Regions from separate parts of the Mus musculus genome. Here region 2 is linked to region 1. The links are chromatin contacts, called in public targeted proximity ligation maps. All regions are on one chromosome and are shown on one strand. The core of a region is the stretch at or near the end of the contact, and the rest is flanking DNA. Distances in the headings are between cores, read along the strand shown. Region 1 holds the start of A430093F15Rik (RIKEN cDNA A430093F15 gene). Region 2 holds the start of Tmem109 (transmembrane protein 109).

Region 1 (5,059 bases), core at 931-3,430:
GCAGTACCCAGTACCGGCAGAGACTCACCCAGCGTTCCCAGCAGGTATGTGGCAGCCAGCAGCACTTCGTGGGAGTCCATGGATAATGGCCTTCTGCTGCCTCAGCCTCAGTGAGCTCAGCTGGCCAGCCAGGAGAGGTGTCTGACTCAGTGTCTTACTGTCTTGGAGGGAGGGGGCATAAACAGGGGTGGAAAGGGGAAGCAGGCAGTGTGGGCCTGTGTCACTGCCAACCCTGTTTGAAGTTGAACTGTCAACTTCCTCCCTGTGAAACCACCTGCCCCAATTAGAATGGAGGCCTGAGTCTCTGTCAGCTTCCTGCACGAGGTGCCTGGAACTGCGGTAGTGCCCACTGGCCATTCTCATGGCTGGGCAGAACCAGGTGTCCTTGTGGGATGGGACTGTGGGGCAGAGAGAGGCTGGGAACTCCAGAGAGAGGTCGTTCTACTCTCAGGAGAGCTCACCCGAGGTAAAAGGGCAAGGGCCCGAGACAGGAGCCTTCCCTACAGGATTCTGAGTGGGGTGGGGACTGTGCAGGCGAGCAACTTCAGGTCTTATTGCAGGGTCAATAAGGAAAACCAAGACACAAGCCCTGCTCACTCCTGATGGTGTACGGGGCTGGAAGTCCATAATCTGAGTTGAATCCCTATGGGGATCTAAGCAAAGAAACAAAACAAAACAAGACCTTGCTAGGTAGCCCATGTAAGCCTGGAGTTTGTGGTAATCCTCCTGCTTCAGTCTCACAAATGTTAGAATTACAAGCGGGAGCTGCTGTGCCTAAGAATCCAAGAGTAATATTTTACCAGCAAGTATGGGGAGGAGAGTGTCTTCATCTGAGTTGAACTTGCAGCACTGTGTGTGTGTGTGTGTGTGTGTGTGTGTGTGAGAGAGAGAGAGAGAGAGAAAGAGAGAGAGAGAGAGAGAGAGAGAGAGAGAGAGAGAGAGAGAGAGAGAGAGAGAGAGAGAGAGAGAGAGATCTCCCTGTTGGTGTGAGATGCCCATTTTGGGTATGATCTCCATGTTAGGTATGAGATAGATATTCATGTTGGGTGTGAGATCTCCATGTTGTATGGTCTCTGGATCTAGATTCGTTCATTCATTCATTCATTCATTCATTCATTCATTCATTCATTCATTCAACATTATCAATGATATGCAAGAACTAGAAATGCAGCTGGCATGGTGATACACACCTTTTAATCCCAGCACTCAGGAGACAGAGGCAAGGTGATCTCTGTGAGTTTGAGGCCAGCCTGGTCTACAAAGTGAGTTCCAGGACAGCCAGGGATGTTACACAGAGAAACTCTTGTCTGGTGGTGGTGATGGGTTGGGTGCTGGGGACAGTCCCTACCTGGTGTGTCTGTTATTTTTTCCTTTGCTGGAACCCAGTGTCTCATGCTTACAAGGCAAACACTCTCAACTGATCTGTATCCCTAGCATCCCTTTGTTTCTTAAGTGCCCATCGGAGCCTATTTCCTCACAGTTTATAGAGAGCTTCACTGTCCATTGACCAGCCAGCCCACGCCCTCGCATATGCATGCATGCACACGCATGTGCACACACGCGCACACACACACACACACACACACACACACACACACACATGCACACACTCACACACACACACACACACACACATGCACACACTCACACACACACACACACACACACACACACACACACACATACACACACACACACACACACATGCACACACAAGGAAACCGACATCTCCTTCCACAGACCTCCAGACTCACTTCTTTATCAAAGGCAATCCAAACCCGGAGCTTTAGATTTATTTCCCCTTCACAGGCCTGAGTGTGATCTACTAGGTGGCTTCACTATGTGTTCCAACCTTCATAGAAGTCTGAATGTATTACCTCAGTTACTGGCTGTGTACCGGAGGGAACCCTAGTGGTGGGGTCCCTGCACTCCAGGTCCGTAGCTCTTCCCCTGCCACCGACTCCCTAGTAACTACCCCACAAAGTTTTCTACCTTGCATCCCCTAGACCTCAGGTCCTGTGCCAGCTGGGGACCCCAGACCCCAGGCGACAGTTTCCTGTCCTATCACCCGCACTTTCCATGACACAAGAGGAAGTCAGCTGAGCTGGCTGGGTTTTCCATGCCGCCGCTTGGTGGAGGCAAAGGTGGGGGAGGGGGGATGAGCCCCCTAGGCCAGTTTCAGAACCTCAACAGCCTCCGAGGGACAGGCTCTGCCCTATTGCCTTGGCGACACCAGGTAACCTCTGGAGAGTTGCCTTACTGGACTTTCTGGTTTGGGTCACTCCTCAGTGATTCCAACACTGGTTCTTTTGGATGGGGGTGGGGAGAAGGTGGCAAAGGAGCCACAAGGAGGTGGGGTGAGGGTGAAGGGGGGAGGGGGATGGGAGCTGAGGAATGTGAGGGCCTGAAGCAGATCAACATTGGTTGGATGACTAAGTGAAATCTATAGGATGGATACCTTCCAAGTGTTTATTTGATGAGTGACTGAGTGACTCAGTCACTGGGATCTTCTGTACTGGCAGCCTTGAGCACGACCAGCTCAGGCTGGCTGTCCATCTTCCCTACCCAGCTTAGGGAGTGCACCCCTGACCTACTGTTGCTCCTTGCCTGGGAGTGGAAGAGCAAGGGAAGACCTCTTGTCTGTTGAAGGGACTGTCCGAGGGAGGGAGGGAGAGGTACTGACCCTCCAATACCTGCTCTTTGAGTGTGGCCATTGCTCTGTGACCTTGAGTGAGTCCCGTGGAGCTGGGGTCCTCAGTTGGTTCCTGTGTAGCATAGGGGAGTTGGATGACCCCAGGGCAGCCCTCCTTCAGATTGTAGAGGGAAGGGTGTGCCCAGGTGCCTTCAGAGGAGGGACTTCCTCTGTTTTGGGACCTAAAGGATTTGGCTCTTGGTGGGAGGACATCAGCTTGAACTCTTGGGGGAAGCAGAGGTCGGAGGTTTCCAGGGCACTTACCCTGTGCACCAGAAGGGCCAGGTGAGATCTCAGCAGGCTCCCGATTGCCTGCCTCCCTTGGAACAGCACCAGCCTCTCATATATGTGGTGAAACTGAGTCACTTAATGAAGTAAATTACCTAAATTCCCCTTGTGTAATGTATTTAAGAAGGCTACCTTATGATATGCCCCGTGGAGTATTAGCACAAACACTGGCTCAGAGGGAAGGTTCTAGAATCCATGGTTGTTAGTTTTCAGTGACAACTGGCATAGTTGGGTAGAAACAACTTGGAGTCTAGAAGCTGGCTTAATTTCTGAGGGGGGATATTAGGAAAGCTACTGCCCCATTCCGAGATCCATCTCCCTGCAGCTCGGGGCATCTGGAAGCTGCCCTGGTAATGACATGCAGGGCTTGTGAGGTAGAGTGCTCCCCGTGTGAGGTCAGTCTCCCAGGCTCAGCCCATGCTTTCCTGCAAGGAAGCTCTCTAAAGTGGAGGCTCTCTAAAGTGACCAGCCTTCCCCACCACGGCTGCCTCTCTAGCCAGCCCACAGTTCTGACTCCTGCTTTCTCTTCTGTTGCTCTTTTGAGCGACACTGAGCCTGTTTGACCACAGGTAAACGTGAGAAAACAAGGCTGCTTAAGGCTGTTAACCAAGCCCATTTTTCCGATGAACCACTTGAGGATCACTGAGGTTAGGTGGATCCCCAAAGGTGCACAGCTCACGAACAGTGAGGTTTGTGCCTCCAGGTCTCCCGGCAGGTAGATGTCCCCTTTCTTACATACCACCTGTCTCTTATTTCAGATGGCTGCATCCATTTGCCCAAAAGGAACTCTTGTTCTATAAAGCAGGCAGACACACAGAACCTGAGTGGTGAGGTGGACAAAGGCACCTGTAGGAATGCATGTACTGGGTCCTCTATATGGTAGAGAGCTGAGGGTGGGAGGGTCCTTCCTCTTAGAGCAGTGGACAATCCCAGCCCTTAGAGCAGAGTTGCTCCTGAAGCTGCCTGCCTTGTTGATCACCCAGCCCAGGCCTGTTTTCCTTGAGAGCATAAGGCAAATCTCTCAAGGGACATGAGGACAGGATGTGGGAAGGGCCAGCCTGAGGGGACTGTAGAGAAACCGGTAGCCATTGCTACTTGTGAGGAAGTCAAGGAGGGAGGAAGGACACTGGAAGGATGAGCGGTTTCCCATTTACTGGTGGGATGGGTTTTCTAGGTTGAGGGAAGAGTCGACACAAAGGCTTCTGGGTCCTGCAAGGTAGTAGCTAGTCTGGGACAGGCAAGAAGGGTACAGAGCTGGAACTTGGGATGTGAGTCCTGCCTGGCTCAATCATTATCGCTGCGTGTTTGAGGTGAAGGCTCTCCCCTAGAACCCAGTTTCCCTGTGATATAAAGGGTTTTCTTAGATAGTCACTGAGAGTCCTCAGTCTGTGACCTCACGGGTCAGGGTGTCATTTAGAAAACTAATGAGGACCTGAACAATCTATGAAAGTTTTCTTAAAAAGACCAGATGCCGAGAGCCATGACACTCTTTAGAAAGCTCACACACAGGGCCATCGAGGGGGGCTTAGCAGGTAAACAGCCTCACCACCAAGCCTGACACCCTGAACCTGATCTCTGAAACACACATGGTGCATGGAGACAAGTGACTCCTGCAAGTTGTCCTCTGACCTCCATGCCTGTGCACTGACACACACATGTGTGTGTACACACACCTAAACATATACAATAAACGGGCAACTTGGCAAGAATTAATAGTTCTTAAAAAAAAATAGGCAGCTCACTCATAATGTCCTCTTAGAGAGACTTCCTGGGTGGGAGATGGAGTCCTGTGTAAGGTATTTCAGCCACCCAGAGGGAAAGGAAAGAGGAGGAGAAAGAAAAGGGAATTTCAGCCTCTCCACACTGCGGAGCCCACACAGAGGGGACAGCGGGCATGATGAGATCCCAGCTGTTCCAGAGGCTCAAACAGGAGGATTGTAAACTCCAGGTCTTCCCAGACTACAATGTGAGTTCAAGGCTAGCCCATACATACTTTTATTTAAATGTGAAATGTGAAATGAAGTGAAATGAAGACAGAGGACGTAGCTCAGCGGTTGGGCGTTTGCCTAGCCTGATGGA
Region 2 (5,059 bases), core at 988-3,487, 140 kb after region 1:
TTTAATAGTGATTCGTAATTTACTAAGTGTTGTCTACTTCATTTAATTTTTATGACAATCTGTGTGTGTGTGTGTGTGTGTGTGTGTAGCTGGAAATCAAACTCAGAGCTAACAGGTAGGCAAGCACTTTACCACTTAGTTACAAAAGAACAGTGTGTGTATACAAGTGTGTATGTTTGCATGTGTGGAAGCCAAAGACCAACTTAAACAAATTGGTTCTCTCCTTCCACCATGTGGGTCCCAGGGATCGGACTCAGTTCATTAGGCTTAGTGGCAGGTCCCTTCCCCCCATGGAGCATCTCACCAGCCCTATAGTTATCATGACACCCCATTTTGCTGAGAACAGAAATAGGGACCGTGTCCCCAAGTCCAGCAGCTCAGGCTTGCCCTTTTGCTTGTCCCACACGTCCACACTGCCTTGGTAAGACCTGCTCTCTGCCTATGGGAACATACCGTTCCATTACCTACCATCGAGCGTAAAGCCGAAGACACCCAAACCTCCCAAGAAAAGCCTTCATACTGGAAGATGACCCACCCGCTGAGAGTTTACAGGTTACACACCAAGAGAGTAAGAAGGGACAGCCAGAGATAGCACTGAGACTGGCCACTCCTGTTCAGACAGCTGCAATTCAGCTTAGTAGGGACAGTCTCAGCTGGGGAACTGCTTTACTTACTATGGTGGTGAGACGTCACTCTATGTTCAGCTGTGGTTTGCTCTGCCAGGGCGGGGTGGGGCTGTCCACACTACCTCCAGTCAGTGCTCCTTCCTCTTCTTTTTCCTTTCTCGCTATAAATCACTACAGGGGCAAGAACTAACTTGGTGCCCTCTGCTGGCCCCCACGGTTCCTTCACTACTCACTGCAGTCCTGTGGATCTGCAATCCTCACTCTGGATTGCCCATCTGACCTGCCTGACTAGCCTGTTAAACAAGGGTGTTTGCCCCACCCAGGCAACCCACTCAGACCCTCCCAGGGAGGAGCTCAGCCTTTTTGTTTTGTTTTTAAAGCTCCCCAGGATTCCTGAGGCATAATCAAACAGTGGTTGCAAAGATCAGCAACGCAGAGAAAAGTCTACTTTAAGCAAAGCCTCCTAAGAGCTCTCTGTACAAAGGACACAGGTTCAGATCTATCACAAGTTAGCCGCCACTACCTTTACACCTGTTACTTAACCTATCTGAAATTCAATCTCCTCAAATGTAAGTTCTGTTGAAACTGGGTTAAGAGTTACTTCAAGAAGTTAGATAATTTGTGCAAGCACTGTGTTCAAAGTTTGTCCCACAGCCTCCCAGTGACTCTCAGACTAACTTGACATTAACTTTTCTTGGAATCCCCAGCACCTAGCATAGAATGACTAAGTGCTTGCTAAATGAGTATCAGAAGCCCTGCCAAGAAGCCACAAGTGTAGGACATAAAGACATGGAGAGGTGGCGGGGGGGGGGGGGGGAGGGAAGGGGAGGAGGTTATTTGAATAGTCAGTCCAAATATACGACAGCCACATGAGAAGCACAGCTGAGATAGAAGGTCCTAAACGTGGCGAAGTCACCACTAAGGAGAATGAAGTCAGCGTTCTGGCAGGTCGGAGGCAGCCCTCGCTAAACCCCTGACAGCTGCTACCCAGCAACTGTTTGTGGGGCAGGGTGTTTGCAAAGGGGGGGGGGGGGGGTGTGCAGCCTTGCCGCTCCCTTCCCAAGGCCCAGACTCCAGGCAATAGGGTCAGTGGCATGTGCTATTTCGAACAGCACATCCCCTGCCAAGCACTCCATAGTGGCGTCGCGAGGCCCATGAGGTCAGGATACCCTGAGGGGGGCTCCAACTGAGGCGGCAGGAGGCTGGACCATGGGGCTGGGGGAGGTGTGCAGTTCGGCACTGGCCTCATCCCCCAAATCTGGCAGCTGCTCCCTCCGGAGGGCTAGACCTCAGCGCTCGAACCCACTCATCCCGGGAAACACTCTCCTCCAGGGTTACCTAGTAACAACGCCCCTGGTTGCATAGCAACGAGGATCTGGGTCCCATACTTGTTAAGCCCCACGTTCCACGTTCGACCCCTCCCCACTAGGGCTCGCAAGGCCTTGCGGCTCCGCCCTGTTACCTCCTGCAAATCTGTCCTTTAAGCTGCATCTACAGCCCTGGTCTCGGCCCTCACTCACCCTGCTCCGGTCACCGCTATCCTTCACGTGGGACTTCGCTAGAAAACGCGCCACCAAACCGGCGCCTCAACTCCCGGGGTGTTGGTTTATAGTCTGCGCATGCGCGGGGCGGTCGACGGAGGAGACTGGCAGGTCTTTCTGGCAGGCATCGTGGACGCATGCGCTCTGCTCGCTCCATTATGGTTTGTACGTGTTTTTTCCCTCCCAAATATTTCCAAGAGAAGAATGGCGCCGGAAATTGGAGTTGGAACGGAAGCGAAGCCTTTGGCAGGAAAGGGGAAAGAAAGAACTGTCGAGGCTGTGGCGTGGGTAGAGTTGGTGCTCGATGCGGGATTCGGTGCAGATCCGAGTCTACAACGCATTTAGGGCGGCAGTTTCCTCCCGGGAAGTGCAGTTCCTAAGGCGGGGCGCTGGCGAGCACTTGGAGGGCTGAGAAACCTTTCACGCTAAAAATGGCACATCAGGGGGGAAAGGCACAAGGTGTTAGTGGGCACATGAACGGTGTACGGCCTTGGAGAAACTCATATGCTCTGGAAGAGAGCAAAACCTCACCCAAAATGTGTGGGTGACCACCAAAGCTTTGCTTACAATTGTTAGGGAAAGGAAAGCAACCCAGGTGCCCTGGGGTTATTTTGTTTGTTTGTTTGTTTTAAACCTTAGAACACTGAGGTAGCTTTGTGGATGAGGTAGGCAGAGATGTAAAAATTGTTTAAAGGTTTATTTATATGAATACACTGTAGCTGTCTTCAGACACACCAGAAGAGGGCATCAGATTCCATTACAGGGGGTTGTGAACCACCATGTGGTTGCTAGGAATTGAACTCAGGACCTCTGGAGGAGCAGTTAGTGCTCTTCACCGCTGAACCATCTCACCAACCCATAAATTTTAAAATTACGTGTAGTTATGTATTCTATGCATGCGTTCGGGTGTGCAGGCACAATACAATACTCCTATGGAAGTCAGTTCTCTCCTGCTGTGTGGATCCCGGAGATTGAATCCGGGTTGTCAGGCGTGCCTTAGTGGAAAAGATCTCAGGGGTGGTGGGGGTGGGAGTGGTGTTTTTGGTTTCTTTCTAGACTTAGTTTTAGTTTGCAAGTGCCTTTTGGGAAATTAACATAGGCACACATATTAGAAATGTATGGGAACATTGGAAGGGAAAGGAGGACTTCCCTTAGGAGTCTTGTTAAAACCTCCCATCAACTGAGAATCAAAAACTACTTTAGGTGTTTCTCTCTTCCCAGCTGTAAACCTACAAGTTTCTAAGAACTTCACTAGAAACTTACATTTACAGTAAGAAAGACCTGTCCTAGCCCTCCCCTAAAGGGTGCAATCCTAGTGGCTCATAGTTATATTTTACTAGATTATATTCCTAACCCAGTCACTTCTGGAGCCATCCTATAATATCACTAATCAGAAAGAGAGAAAAGGATAAAAAAACCAATTCTTAACAACCCTTTTAAGGCATAACTTGAGAGCTGCCAGGATGTTTTATATGGGCTAATGGTGTGACACTTATTTGTGACTCCCTCTTCAGAATCCTATATAAACACTTGGTTATGTCTTACTCTTTTCCTGGTCTCTGTCTCTCTCCCCCACCCCCTCTGTTAAATCATGTTCCTAAAAATATGTATCAACTTATCTTTAATAAACTTCAACTCTGGTTCTTTTGACTGGTAGGGGACTTGAGACAAAGTTTCTTTGTGTAGCCTTAGCTGTACTGGGACTAGCTCTGAAGACCAGGCTATCCCTGAACTCAGAGAGATCTGCCTGCCTCTGCTTCTGGAGTGCTGGGATTAAAAGTGTATACTACTATTACCGCCCAGCTAGCCTTACTTTCTTTTCTGTGTTGAAAGGATCAAGTTTTACCTGAGTCAAGTCCCTAAAAGATGGAATTGGAGAGATGGCTTAGTGGTTAAGAGCAGTGACTGCTCTTCCAGAGGTCCCGAGCTCAATTCCCAGTATCCACATGGTGGCTCACAACCATCTGTAATGGGATCTGATGCCCTCTCCTGGTGTGCATGAAGACAGACAGCTACAGTGTACTCATAAGAATGAATGAAACTATTTTTGAAAGGAAAACATAAAATTATTAGAAGAATGTGCTTTTGTCTTAATCCCAGGGGTAGGGATGTGAGGCATGGCTTTGCCTGCTGCAGATAGTTTCTGCAATTGTGTGACATTTGGAATTCTGTGAACTTTGCAGAGGGTATATAAATGCTAGCGCTCAGGCTGGAGAGATGGCTCAGCAGTTAACACTGACTGCTCTTCCAAAGGTCCTGAGTTCAAATCCCAGCAACCACACGGTGGCTTACAACCATCTGTATTGAGATCTAATGCCCTCTTCTGGAGTGTCTGAAGACAGCTACAGTGTACTTACATATAATAGATAAGTAAAATCTTGAAAGAAAGAAAGAAAGAAAGAAAGAAAGAAAGAAAGAAAGAAAGAAAGAAAGAGAAAGGAAAGAGAGAGAATAAAAAATAAAAATAAATGCTAGAGCTTCCTGATTGGCAGTAGTGGTTATTGGTCATTTAGGGAGTTTGGTTGTGGTTTGTTAGTAGTGCCAAAGAAGACACAAAAGGAAAGAAATTAGATTCAGGGAGTTTTCTAATTTTTCTCTCCCTATCTTTGTTTCTCTCCTATCTTCTGTTAGGAGGTAAAGTGGAGGTAAAGTGAGGAAGAGGGAGAACTCACAAAGTAGCAAAGATGAGTTACAAGTGGTACACAACGTGGGGCTTGAAAGTTAAGGATAAAAATGAGATCTTGGGGGCTGGAGAGATGGCTCAGCAGTTAAGAACACTGACTGCTCTTCCAGAGGACCAGAGTTCAAATCCCAACAACCACATGGTGGCTCACAACCATCTGTAATGAGATCTGATGCCCTCATCTGGAGTGTCTGAAGACAGCTACAGTG

The links.
Region 2: a targeted proximity ligation map of pancreatic cancer cells shows a contact between it and region 1. A contact is called at or near these places in 8 of 39 promoter capture datasets (the C10 cell line, the HPC-7 cell line, cranial neural crest and 5 more), 5 of 484 Hi-C or Micro-C datasets (CD8 T cells, the G1E-ER4 cell line, bone marrow-derived macrophages and 2 more), 23 of 130 datasets of targeted methods (the 230-238 cell line, CD8 T cells, the NIH/3T3 cell line and 17 more) and 4 of 9 other capture datasets (adipose tissue, liver, macrophages and 1 more).

What each region holds. Positions count from the first base shown.
Region 1 is chr19:10,738,767-10,743,825 of GRCm38.p6, forward strand. A430093F15Rik (RIKEN cDNA A430093F15 gene) reads left to right here and starts at 2,181. Exons shown (of 4, transcript NR_027805.1): 1 at 2,181-2,236. It overlaps Cd5 (CD5 antigen), which reads right to left and starts at 208. Exons shown (of 11, transcript NM_007650.3): 1 at 29-208. The coding sequence starts at 80.
Region 2 is chr19:10,879,506-10,884,564 of GRCm38.p6, forward strand. Tmem109 (transmembrane protein 109) reads right to left here and starts at 2,238. Exons shown (of 4, transcript NM_134142.1): 1 at 2,147-2,238.